Regions from separate parts of the Bos taurus genome. Here region 2 is linked to region 1. A link is a contact called in public Hi-C data. All regions are on one chromosome and are shown on one strand. The core of a region is the stretch at or near the end of the contact, and the rest is flanking DNA. Distances in the headings are between cores, read along the strand shown. Region 1 has its middle 15 kb from the start of C29H11orf24. Region 2 holds the start of LOC112444893 (a long non-coding RNA gene).

Region 1 (5,770 bases), core at 1,693-4,192:
AGGGAATGACCTTTCTCTGCCAGCATCACCCCAGCAACATGCTGGTACTGGCCCGTCAAGGGCAGGCTCCACACCCTGTCTGGTTGCCACTCAATGGACACAGCCCAAACCCCTCTGTGAACCACACTGGGTGCTGTGTTCCTTTGCAGGGATGTAGGACAAGGGGCAACCCGCAGGGCTGGCTTTCATCCTTAGCTTGTGACCAGGGGCCTCTGCCTCCAAGGAATGGGGGCGTGGAGTGTCACAGGGCTCTCCAGTCCCCCTGCCCCAGCCAGGACTCCAAGTCTTTTCCCCCTAAGAATCCACTGTGCTCTCTACTCCTCCCTCCTAGGGTCCCGTTCCCATCATCTTGGCTCCTGTTTTTTGTTGTTAGGTTGCTGAGTCCTGTCTGACTCTTTGCAACCCCATGGACTGCAGCACGCCAGCTTTCCCTGGCCTCCGCTGTCTCCCGGAGTTTGCTCAGATTCACATCCACTGAGTCTGGGGCTCCTGCTGGCGGACTGCAAACCCTTAACATGCAAGGCCAAGCTCAGCAGTGGCCCCCAGGAACATGAGTGGCCCCCAGGGTTCTTCCTAAAGCCAACAGCATCGCCACTTACCTGAGCTGGATGCCCGGGCTTCACCCTTGAGTCCAGCTGGCCATCCGAGCTTTCCTGTGAGCGGGCCTCTCCCGGCCTGAGTCCTACCTCCTGCCCTACCTGGGGGCCCACTGCCACCTGCCCGCTTCTCCCCAGCTGTCCTCCACCCTGCAGCCAGGGCACCCTCAAAATACAAATCTGATCACAGCTGTCCCTGCCAAGTCTTTCCCGGGATGAAGACCAAACTGCCAGGCTGGGCCTTCCAGGCCAGAGCAAACCTTCCAGGGGGTCCTGGCCCCCAGCAGAGCCTGAGGGGAGGGGCGAGTCTCAGGAAGCCTCGCAGGAGAGGGAGAGCACACGGGCGCCTGCACGCAGGCCTTCCGCTCTAGGGGCTGCGCGTCTGAGCCCAGACTGTCCCCTGCCCAGAGGCCACCTGCCTGCAGGAGGCCAGGCGGAAAGTCCCTTCAGACCTATTCAGCGCCCGCTGTTTGCCAGCCAACTGGGGTTCAGGGGTGCAGCTGCCACACACTGACCCCCCAGCCTGAGATCTGAAGGGTGATCGTGAGAAGGAAAGAGGAGACACATGGGGTGCCCGACCCACTGGGGATGCTGGGGCGGGGGGCTGCCTGACAGAGGGGCTCGGAGCCTCTTCCCTGGCTCTTTGCTCCAGCGGCAGGGACCGTGGCTGCTTCGGGGAGGAGCAGGCTCCTGGTTCCATGGATGAGGTGCCGGAAGGTCAAGGTGAGATGTGTCAAATTCGGGGCTTGGCCCCCGAAAGCGATTTCTCCTCGTCACAGTGCGGAAAGTGAGGCACATGAAGGCCGAGTGGCTTGCCCAAGGCCGCTGCTCACCCTCCAAGCAGTGGAGGGACAGGGTTCACTCTGGGTTGGTCTGTTCGTCTGCGAATACCGGCCACCACGCGGCGGCTGTCGCGTTCCTCTTGGCGGAGCCCGGAGTCCGCAAACCGGCGAAGTCCCCGGGCTCCCCCTGGTGGCCGAGCCGTCCTCCTTCACCCTGGGTGCTGGCCCTGGCCGGAGGCACTGGGTCCCCCTCCGCCAGACTGCACCCACCTCCCTCCCAGCCTCACTGGGGGTGGGGGAATCCCTCCAGCCTGGCACTGGGGACGCCTTCCCGGTCACCCCACACTGGAAGGACTCGCCCACTCACTGCTAGACCGGATCTCCCTTGTGGTAGACGCAATGCTCTTGGTGAAATTGCATCATATGTGCCTGTAACTGTCTCCCCGCGGGACGAAGCCAGGCCAGGGTTCAGGAACATGCAGTAAACTCACACTCGGGCCCCGGGGCTTCTGTCCCGTAGCCCCACCAGCTGGGTTACTTGGGGCAGACAATTCACACTCAGACACTTTTTATTCCTGCAACTCTACTTTAAAAGGGAGGCCGAGGTTTATCCAGCAGGTACTGACGATAGCTGGTATTTTTTGAGCACTCACTATGTCTCAGGCTGGCATGGCTTCCAGCTTTCATCTCACTGAATCATCTCAGATCCCGGCGGCCTGCTCCCCCACCCACAACATCCTCCACACAGAAGCCTGATCACCATGTGCTCCTGCTTAAACCCCGCCACTGACTTCTCACTGCCATTAGGACAAAAATCCAAACAAGGGAACTGAGAACACAGGTGGCCAGCGGGAGGCATTCATGAAAAGCAAGGGAAATGGGGGACCCAGGCAGAGAGACCGTGAACGCAAAGCCCCAGGACAGGGAACAGACTGGCCAGCCGGAGGAGGGAGGGGACAGACAGGTCAGGGTCAAGGCCAGGGTGAGGAGGTAGGGTCCCAGGAGGGTTTTCAGCTGAGGAATAACGTCATCCAACTTGGGGGATGTCCAGAATCCCAAAAGTTACTTTGTTGGGAATTCCCTAGTGACCCAGAGGTTAGGACTTGGCACTTTTACTGACACAGCCCTGGTTCAGTCCTTGGTGGGGAACTTAATTCCCACAAACCAGCACAGTGTAGGTAGAAAAAAAATTACTTTGTTGAGTGTAGTGCTTCTTACAGATGAGGTGCCGTGCTGTCTGGGGTGCAGGAGGGGAGTGTGGTGGTGTGTCAGCGGGGCCACATCATCAAGGTGCTGAACACAGACGATGGTTGGTGGGCTTGTCACTGGTCATCCTACTTGTCTGTGTCTGTATGTCTGGCAGTTTCTGTGATAAAAAGTTAGAAGAAGAGAAAGGAGGGGGATAGAGTTCGATTTAACTCTAAGTGAAATCCATCTGGGTTCACCCCATGGTGGGGGAGGGTGGCTTGGCGGCTGGAAAGGTTGCTCCTCTGCCCCCGGGGGAGATGGCCCAGGGTGTGCTCACAGACGGAGAGACGCCCGTGAGCTTGGCACACGTTTTGGAAGCTGAGTCAGCGGGACTGCCACTGTTTCTTTACACACGTCCCACACGCACAGAGCAGAAGCCGGGTTGACCCCGGTATCTTTGGCTCGATGACCTGGGATGCTGGCAGTGTCGTTTCCAGAGCTTTATATGTTAGTTTGTTTCATTCTGACTCCTGATCATCCTCCCCTGCCCCATCACAGAGGGGATGCTGAGGCCCCGGGGGATTGGTGAAACTTCCCCGTGTCACGGGACGGGGGCAACAGAGCCCGATTCACACCCAAGGACGGCACCCCGGTTTCCACACACTTACCAGAGACACCCCCCCCAGCTCCTCGTGGGAGGACTTGGGGGGTGGGATGGGCACCCCACCAAGACTTCTGTGGATAGGCTGAGGCTGAGAGGTCTGTTCGGTGTCAGGAGGACAGGGGGTATGAGTCTGAAGTTCAGGAAGGTCCCAACAGGAGAGAGAACTCAGCAGCCTTCAGAGCAGAGACAGTCCGGGGTTAGGGTCATAGTTAGCGCTAGGGTCAGGGGCGGGAGGGGAGGAGGAGACCAACCTGGCCACGGGGAGGAGAAAAAAAGCGCGTCTTCCTCCACCAAGAGGGTCCCAGAAAGAGGCCATGGACGGCCCTGTCGGCCAGGCAAGGAAGGGGTGAAGGGGTGAAGGTCCTGGGTGGCTGCTCCTCCCAGGACGTCCCCACTGGCCTCGTGAGGGGGGCGGAGGAAGGCAGGCAGGTGAGCAAGGTGGGCAGAGATGATGGCCGCCTTCTCAGGAGGTTTGCTGGGGAGCAGGTCGAGCCAGGCAGTGGGCACAGGTGGGTAGGGCACCAGGGGGGATCCTTTTTATGCTAGCCATCTAGAGCGTGTTCATTTGTTGATGAGAATCCCCGTGTGAGAGACGATGATGAAAGGGTAAATGGGAGAGAATGGAGGAGCTGAGTCCTTAAAAGGGAGACCGAGAAGGGGTTCAACACCCAGAACAGCTTCCCCGCCTCCCACCCCCATAGGAGTTCATCTTACGCCCATTTCCAGGTTGGGGGGGCCGACTCATTGGAAAAGACCCTGGTGCTGGGAAAGATCAGGGCAGGAAGAGAAGGGGATGACAGAGGATGAGATGGTTGGATGGCATCTCTGAATCAATGGACGTGAGTTTGAGCGAACTTCAGGAGATGGTGAAGGACAGGGAAGCCTGGCGTGCTGCAGTCCATGGGGTCGCAGACAGTCAGACACGACTTAGCGACTGAACAACAGTGGCTTTTTGTTCTCGTATCCTTGCATTTCACCCTGGAGGACTCCTTTCAGCATTTCTTGTCGGGAAGGTCTGCTGGGAGTAAATTCCCTTAGCTTTTGTTGATCTGCATGCTTCAGTCGTGTTTGACTCTGTGACCCTATGACCATAGCCAGCAAGGCTCCTCTGTCCATGGGATTCTCCAGGCGAGAATACTGGAGTGGGTGCCATTTCCTTCTCCAGGGGATCTTCCTGACCCAGGGATCAAACCTGCTTCTCTTACATCATCTGCACTGGCTGATGGGTTCTTTACCACTAGCGCCACCAGGGAAATACCTTAATTTCTCCTTCATTCTTGAAGGAGAGTTTTGCTGATATAGAATCCTTGGTTCAGAACTATATATAGATTATTCCACTACCTTCTGGCCTCCATGGTTATTGAGGATAAATCAGGTGTTAATCTCATTGAGGACGCTGGTATGTGATGTGCTGCTTTGATCTTGCTGCTTTGAAAAATCTGGTCTTGTCCTTAGCTTTTGACACTTTCACTACAATATGCCTTGGTGTGGATCTCTTCGAATTTATCCTACTGGGGGTTTGTTGAGCTTCTTGGATATGCATATTCATGCTTTCTTCAGACTTGAGATATTTTTCAGCCATTTTATTTTCAAATACTTTCCTGCCTCTTTCTCGCTCTCTTACCCTTCTCAGACTCCTATAATGCATATGTTAGTATGTTTGATGGTGTCCTATAGATCTCTTAAGTTCTGCTCATTTTTACTCATTCTTTTTTCTTTCTGCCCCTCAGACTTGGAGAAGGCGATGGCAACCCACTCCAGTACTCTTGCCTGGAAAATCCCATGGACGGGGGAGCCTGGTAGGCTGCAGTCCATGGGGTCGCTAGGAGTCAGACATGACTGAGCGACTTCACTTTGACTTTTCACTTTCATGCATTGGAGAAGGCAATGGCAGCCCACTCCAGTGTTCTTGCCTGGAGAATCCCAGGGACGGGGGAGCCTGGTGGGCTGCCGTCTATGGGGTCTCACAGAGTCAGACACAACTGAAGCAATTTGGCAGCAGCAGCAGCAGCCCCTCAGACTGGATAATTTCAATTGTCTCATTGATCCTTTTTTTTGCCTGCTCAAGTCAGCTATGGCACCAACTCTCCTTCAAGAATGAAGGAAAAATTAAGGTATTTCCCGGGTGGCACTAGTGGTAAAGAACCCGCCTGCCAGTGCAGACAGTGTGAGAGAAGCAGGCTCAATCTCTGGATCAGGAAGATCCCCTGGAGAAGGAAATGGCACCCACTCCAGTATTCTCGCCTGGAGAATCCCAATGGCAGGGGAGCCTTGCTGGCTATGGTCATAGGGTCACAGAGTCAAACACGACGGAAACACGCAGGTCAACAAAAGCTGAGTGGTTCTATAGAACCACGCTAGTGAATCTTTTCATTATTATACTTTTCAGCTTCAGAATTTCTGTTTAGTTCTCCTTATTTATATCTTCCATCTCTTTATTGATGGTATCCTTTTCTTCAAAGATCATTTTCCTGATTTCCTTTGGTTCTTTGTCCATGGTTCCCTTTAGTTCATTGAGCATATTTGGGACAATTGACTTA
Region 2 (6,130 bases), core at 3,097-5,596, 38 kb before region 1:
AACTAAGACTCAGTGCAACCAAGTAAATAATTTTTAAAAAAAAAAAGAGCAGGCCATCTCTGCAGGGTCCTGGGAAACACCTCCTCCAAGTGAGCTGGGGGACCATCAGAGGGCCAGGAACAGAGGGAGCCTGAGATTTGATTTCCATGTTGCGGACTCTCTCTGCTCCTGTGTGGGGTGGGAGAGGGGCCCAGGAGCCCAGCTGAGGGCCTGTCGTTCACTATGACATCAGTGTTAGTGACATCAGAGTGTGGAGCCCCGCCTTGAACTCTTCTAGCCTAGATCTAGTAGACTTCCCAGTGGAGGAGCAGAGTGGCCAGGACCCAGGCCTTAGGGAGGAGGGCTGGCTGGGCTTAGAAACATGGGAATCTTCAGTATCTGAGCCTGTGATCCTGGAGGAGCAGTTATGAAGAAGAAGGTTCAGGGGCTGAGCGTTTGGGGCCCTCCAAGCTCAGAGGTGAGGAGCACCGGGAGACGGCAGCTCCCCGGAGCCAGGGAGGACGCCGAGTGGAGGGGAAGGGCGCCGTGTGGCTGCCGCCAGAAACTGGGACGGGCGCAGACACGTGTCCATGGGGCCCGGGGCGGCCATTCATCTTTGACCTTGAGGAGCTGTTTGGAATCACAAAGTAGCTCGCACACACCTGGCCTCTGTTGAGAGCCACATCCACCACGGGCCCTTAGCTAAACACACAGGAGATCGGGGTGAGGCGGAGACCTTCCCCAGCAGCTGGATGGACCCCTGGGCAGCTGCCACACCTCTCCGGTCGCTCTCATGGGCAGTAAATCCTCCGGTCCCTTCTAGTCCCAGGGCCGTGTCCGCTTAGGAATTACAACTCCAGTTCTGGTTTAATGATCAAAACGAAGGTTTATTCCCAGTCACGGCTTCTCCCCTCCTCCAGCTCCACTAGGCTTCGAGCAGCAGTGGAACCACAGCGGGGGAGGCCAGCTGGGCCTCTGCCGTCCTCCTCCGGGAGGGAGGGCGGGAGGGGACTGGGACCCTCCAGGATTGGGGGATTCCGAGTGCATATCTCTCTCTTTCAGGCTCTCTGCTGGGCCTTAGGTACTTCTTGGATGGTTCCTGACCCACCAGGGCGCACACCTTTGCCCAGTCATCCGGAAAACACAGCCACCGGTCCAGTTCCACAGCCAGCTGGGCAGCAACAGGGATGACCTTGGCCTTTAATGCATCCAGCGTGGAGCCAGCAGCAGGAGACGCCTGTTCGCCTGGGTCCTTGAAGCCCCTCTTGCTGGTCTCAGGATGAAAGGCACTCTCTCCTACTCTCAAGGTGGGCCGGGAACTAACTGGGGTGATCAACCAGCTCGGTTTGCCTGTAACTGAGAGGTCCTCAGGATGCAGAGCTTTCAGAGCTAAAACTGGGCGAGTCAAGGCCAACAGGAGCCAGTCGGTCGCCCTTGGGTTGGTGGAATCAGGTTTCCCTCTGTGGGACCCTCACCCCAGGCACGTGGGGTGCCAGGACACAGGTCCAAGGCAGGCCCAGTTCCATGCCTGCCGCTTAAAATTATAAGTCACTGTCAACACATCCGTGCCATTTTTTTTTTTAAGTGAAGGGATATTTTGGATAAAAAGAGACAACAGAGAGATCCTGATGGATCATTTCATGCTTGTAAAAATAACTCTGATGATATTAAGAATTATGAGTGTTTTTTTAAGAGGAAACAAAACTCTTCTGTTTATGTGAGAGAATGTTCTTAGACCTCTTCCAAACTGTTTAATGGAGACACATCATACTGTCTGTGACATACTTTTGATATTTTTGTTTTTGGCAAATGTGGCAAAACCTTAGCGAGTTTTGAACCGAGATAATAAAATTATGGGTGGTAACCATAAAAAAATAATGTTATAAATCAGCCCACAGATGTGGAATAAAGAGTGTGAGTTCCCTCTTTATTTGTTGGCTGGACAAATACGCAGTCGAAACAGCAGGTAAGAGTGCCAGGTGGAACCTTTGGGGCCCTTCTGTGTTGGAGCCAGGTGTCCGGAGACCCAGCCCAGGACCTCTCTGGACTTTCGCCCCAGGGCGAGGTCTGCGGCAGGAGGTGAGGTCTGGGAGGGTCTGCGGCAGGAGGTGAGGTCTGGGAGAGGTGCCCATTCTGCCTGGATTGGGCCCTGTGCTGGAGCGAGGTGGGGGGTGGGGGTCACCAGGGGTTCCCAGGGGTCCCCACGGATCTCCTGTGGGGCATGGGCAAGCTGGAGGGGCAGAGTGGGCCCCTCCGGAGCTTGGCGCCCTGGCTGAGAGGGTACTTACTGTTCTGTTTTAGACCTTCAGTATCAGACAGAATGGGCTTCTGGTAAAGAATCTGCCTGCAATGCAGGAGACACGGGTTCGATCCCTGAGTTGGGAAGATCCCCTGGAGGCATGGCAACCCACTCCAGTATTCTTGCCAAGAAAATCCCACGACAGAGGAGCCTGGTGGACTACAGTCCACGGGGTCACAAAGAATCAGATACGACTGAATGACTGAGCACGCACCAGCGTCAGAATGGAGGCAGGAAGTCCCATCTTAACTGCCCCCCTGAGGACTGGAGAGAGAGGTCAGTACTTGCGGGAGGTCAGGCAGCTGGACGGTGGCCAGGCCGGGATGGGGACCCAGCCTCCAGGCTCTGCCCCTGCCAGGCTAACCCCCTCCTTGCAGCGACCACCTCCCCTTACCCAGGTCCTGGCCCCCTGCAGGGACCCCTCAGGTCTGGCCACAGGCCAGCTCATGCCGCTCAGTTTGCAAACACCAGCAAGATTCTCCCTTCTTAAGAAAGGGCAGCGAAACCTCACCATCCCCCGCCATGCCTTCCTGTCTGTCCGCTCAGCTGCCAAGCCCTTCCAGCCAACGGTCCACACTCGCTGCCCCTGGCCTCACCACCTGCTCATTCAGTCCTGCCCCTGCGATGACCTTCAATCGCCAGCTGCACAGGCCATTGCTGCTGCATCCGTCTTGGTGAGGGTTCTGCAGGTCTCCAACGCCCCCTCCCAGCCTCCCTCCCTCGAGCCCCTTCCCCCTCCCAGACTGTCACATGCTGTCCTGCTCACAAGCTGCCCTGTATTACGTACAGCCCTCTTTGCTGCAGGAGCCCCTGGTGGCTCAGACATTAAAGAGTCTGTCTGCAGGTTCCATCCCTGAGTTGGGGAGATCCCCTGGAGGAGGAAACGGCAACCCACTCCAGTATTCTTGCCTGGAGAATCCCATGGGCTGAGGAGCCAGGCGGGCTACTGTCCGTGGGGTCACAGAGTCGGCCACAACTGAGCGACCTCTCTTTCTTCTCTTCGCTGCTCTCCCCACTGTGGCCTGCCCGTCAGTGTGGCCAGCATGATGGCCCTTAAATGCCCACCTGGCAGGGCCCTCCCTTCACACAAACCCTCTCCGGCTCCCCAGTGCCCCTGATGGTTCTCCCTGCCGCCTCTCTGCCCTCCCCCAGGTCGGGCACAGCTCCTCCCAGCCGGTCGCAGTCCTCCTGGCCCTGCGGTCTTCGGGTCTCCCAATGGGTGTCTGTAGGCCTGAGGGTCCCCTTTCTCTGGGGGAGACAGGGGCCGTCAGAGCCGGGTGGCAAGGTGGGCTGAGCCTTCACAGAGTCGGCTGGGACAGGTACCCACAGGGGCTGGCGCTCCCATGGGAGGCTGGTGTGTGCAGGGAACAGTGACCCCGGCCGGGGGCCAAGAGCGGCTGTCTTGTGGGGTGTGGAAGAGTGGAAGGGGGAGGTGGCCTGTAGGCAGGTGGACTGCCCGGTGGAGAACCCAGGCGGGGTATCTTGCGAGCTCCTCACGGCCAGGGACGGGGGGCGGGGAGGGGGGACTTTGTGCAGGAGCGTACCTGACGCTCAGACTTGCGGGGCGGGGATCTGGCGGTCCCCAGAAGCTGTGATCGCAGATTCTAGAAGGAAGCCACCTTCCGCCTCCGCGGTGGAGGAGGGTGCCTGGAAGGGTTCTTGAATCCTGGGTTCCCTGAAGGCCCCGCCTTCTGCCCCTGGGGTCTTAGAAGCAGCACCAGCCCCCAGGCTCTGGGGGGAGTGGCCGAGGGTTATCTCCCTCCCCGCCCCGCCCCCGCACCTACCTACACCCCCACCCCCTCCCCGCGCAGATCCCCTGGATACCCGGGGCTGGTGCTGAGCCTGGAGAGACCCGTGCGGGGGCGCTGGGCTCAGCGAGGACACAGACCCTCCCTCAGGCGGCGGCGAGGCAGAGCCGGCCTGTCGGCCTTGTCCCTGGGCAGCACCGGGGCAGCCGGTGCTCCGGGAGCGGACCGCGGGGGAGGCGCCTCCTGCCCGAGCCCCTCCCGGGCCGGGATCACACGTCCTCCCTGCTTATCAACGAGCCTCCGACCAAAGCTCACCGCCCGCAATGGCCCGCAGGGCGCTGGGCCGCCTTTGATGAGCAGCCCCCACCGCCCAGTCAACAAACGCTGCAGACTTTGCACCGAGAGTGTTTACTCCCGGCAAGGACGTGGTGTACCCTCCGCGGGCTGCCCGCTGCTTTCTCTGGGGTGGGGGTGGGGTGAGGGGGGTGACGAGGGGGCTACCGGTGAGTCTTCCCCAGTCCAGGGTCTGGTTCTCCAGGAGCACCTGCCTGCTCAAGAAATCCTCCTACCTGAAGAGGGATTATGCCCATTCTATAGATGCGAAAACTGAGGCCTGGCTGGTTAGGTGACTTGACTGAGATCCCTCAGGGAATAAAGGATGGAGCTGCAGGCTTTTGTTATTTCTCCTCTCTGATGCTACCAAAACCTTGGCTTTCTTTGTGCCCACAAAAACCAAGTAAGGAAAAAAAAACCATGGAGACAGTTTGGAAGAAATAGAAAGGTGGCTGTGATCCTCAGGTGGCAGAAGGGAGAGCACAGGAGGTTTGTGCCTTAAGAACGGTGCCCCTTTTCCACGAGGAATCTGGGGGGATTATATAGATGCAGGCTCACAGTCAGGGGTTGGTGATGAGGAACAGAGGTTTCAGGATGTTGCATCCTTCCTCTAGCGCTCTTTCAAAAGCGGTCACAGGCTGGTGTCAGGTAGCCCAGTAATGGGGTCAGGCAGTTGGGTAGTTGGGTGCATTATTGTCTTTTGTGCTGAGGCCTTCTTTCTATAAGGCAAAAAGAGAAAAACTACAAGGGAGGGTCTGCAAAGAGAGTTCTGTAAAGTTGTAATTAGCATGGAGTCAAAGGATAGTTGGAGGAGGCGTGGAACCCACTCCAGTATACTTGCCTGGAGAGTCCCATGGACAGAGGAGCCTGGCGGGCTACAGTCCACGGGGTCACAAAGAGTCGGACACAACTGAGCCATTGGGCACACACCCAAGTAAAAGCTAGCAGTGATCAGGCCTGCTCACTGTTCCTTCTTCTTTGTTCTTAGGAAAGAAAAGAAAAACTCATTTTCCTTTTTCACTTTTTCACTGCAGCATCTCTCCCGGGCCCTGGGGGGTTGGGGGAGTGAGGGGAGCAAGGAAAAGACTGAGGGCCTCCAGAGTCAGGGGTTCAGGCCCAACCCGGCTCCAGGGGCTCCTAGCTCAGGCCTGCAGAGATCCTAATGGCCACGAGAGGGCAGCAGCATCCTGCCATGCCAGGCTCTCCAGGTGCTCAGGGATTCAAAGGAAAGCGCTTGTCAACACCGAGGTGCCTGGGCGACGACCTGCCAGCCCGTGGATCAGGGAACAAGTTCGACCCTACTCATGACCTTGGGCAAGTTGTGGAACCCGTGGAGACCTCAGTTTCCTCATCTGTGCCAGTGGGGATAACAGGAGCTGACCCACTTGGTGGAGCTGGGAATTAAGAAAACCAGGCAGCAGACAGAAAAGCTTGCTCTCAAGGCACAGGTTCTAGTTCATATTCTAGAACTAACACCAAAAAAAGATGTATTTTTCATAATAGGGAACTGGAATGCAAAAGTAGGAAGTCAGGCAGTAGACAGGTTTGACCGTGGAGTACAAAATGAAGCAGGGCAATGGCTAACAGAGTTTTGCCAAGAGAACACACTGGTCATAGCAAACACCCTCTTCCAACAACACAAGAGAAGACTCTACATATGGACATCACCGGATGGTCAATACCGAAATCAGATTGATTATATTCTTTGCAGCCGAAGATGGAGAAGCTCTATATAGTCAGCAAAAACAAGACCAGAAGCTGACTGTGGCTC

The links. Hi-C and Micro-C count contacts between places; a contact is called where the count stands out from the background.
Region 2: a Hi-C map of liver shows a contact between it and region 1, with 2.4 times the contacts expected there. The contact joins two enhancer-like sites. A contact is called at or near these places in 4 of 11 Hi-C or Micro-C datasets (blastocyst, liver, skeletal muscle and 1 more).

Annotation. Positions count from the first base shown.
Region 1 is chr29:45,752,148-45,757,917 of ARS-UCD2.0, reverse strand. No RefSeq gene overlaps it. Among named protein-coding and RNA genes, the nearest start is that of C29H11orf24, 15 kb to the left of the region's middle. Within about 2 kb of position 2,942, at least 6 of the 102 cell types and tissues checked have an H3K27ac peak or open chromatin away from gene starts, as enhancers often do. A contact at or near this core is called in liver, where this site is marked.
Region 2 is chr29:45,791,002-45,797,131 of ARS-UCD2.0, reverse strand. It overlaps LOC112444893 (a long non-coding RNA gene), which reads left to right and starts at 370. Exons shown (of 4, transcript XR_009493376.1): 1 at 370-457; 2 at 1,042-1,286; 3 at 2,281-2,554; 4 at 2,825-6,130. Within about 2 kb of position 4,346, at least 20 of the 102 cell types and tissues checked have an H3K27ac peak or open chromatin away from gene starts, as enhancers often do. A contact at or near this core is called in liver, where this site is marked.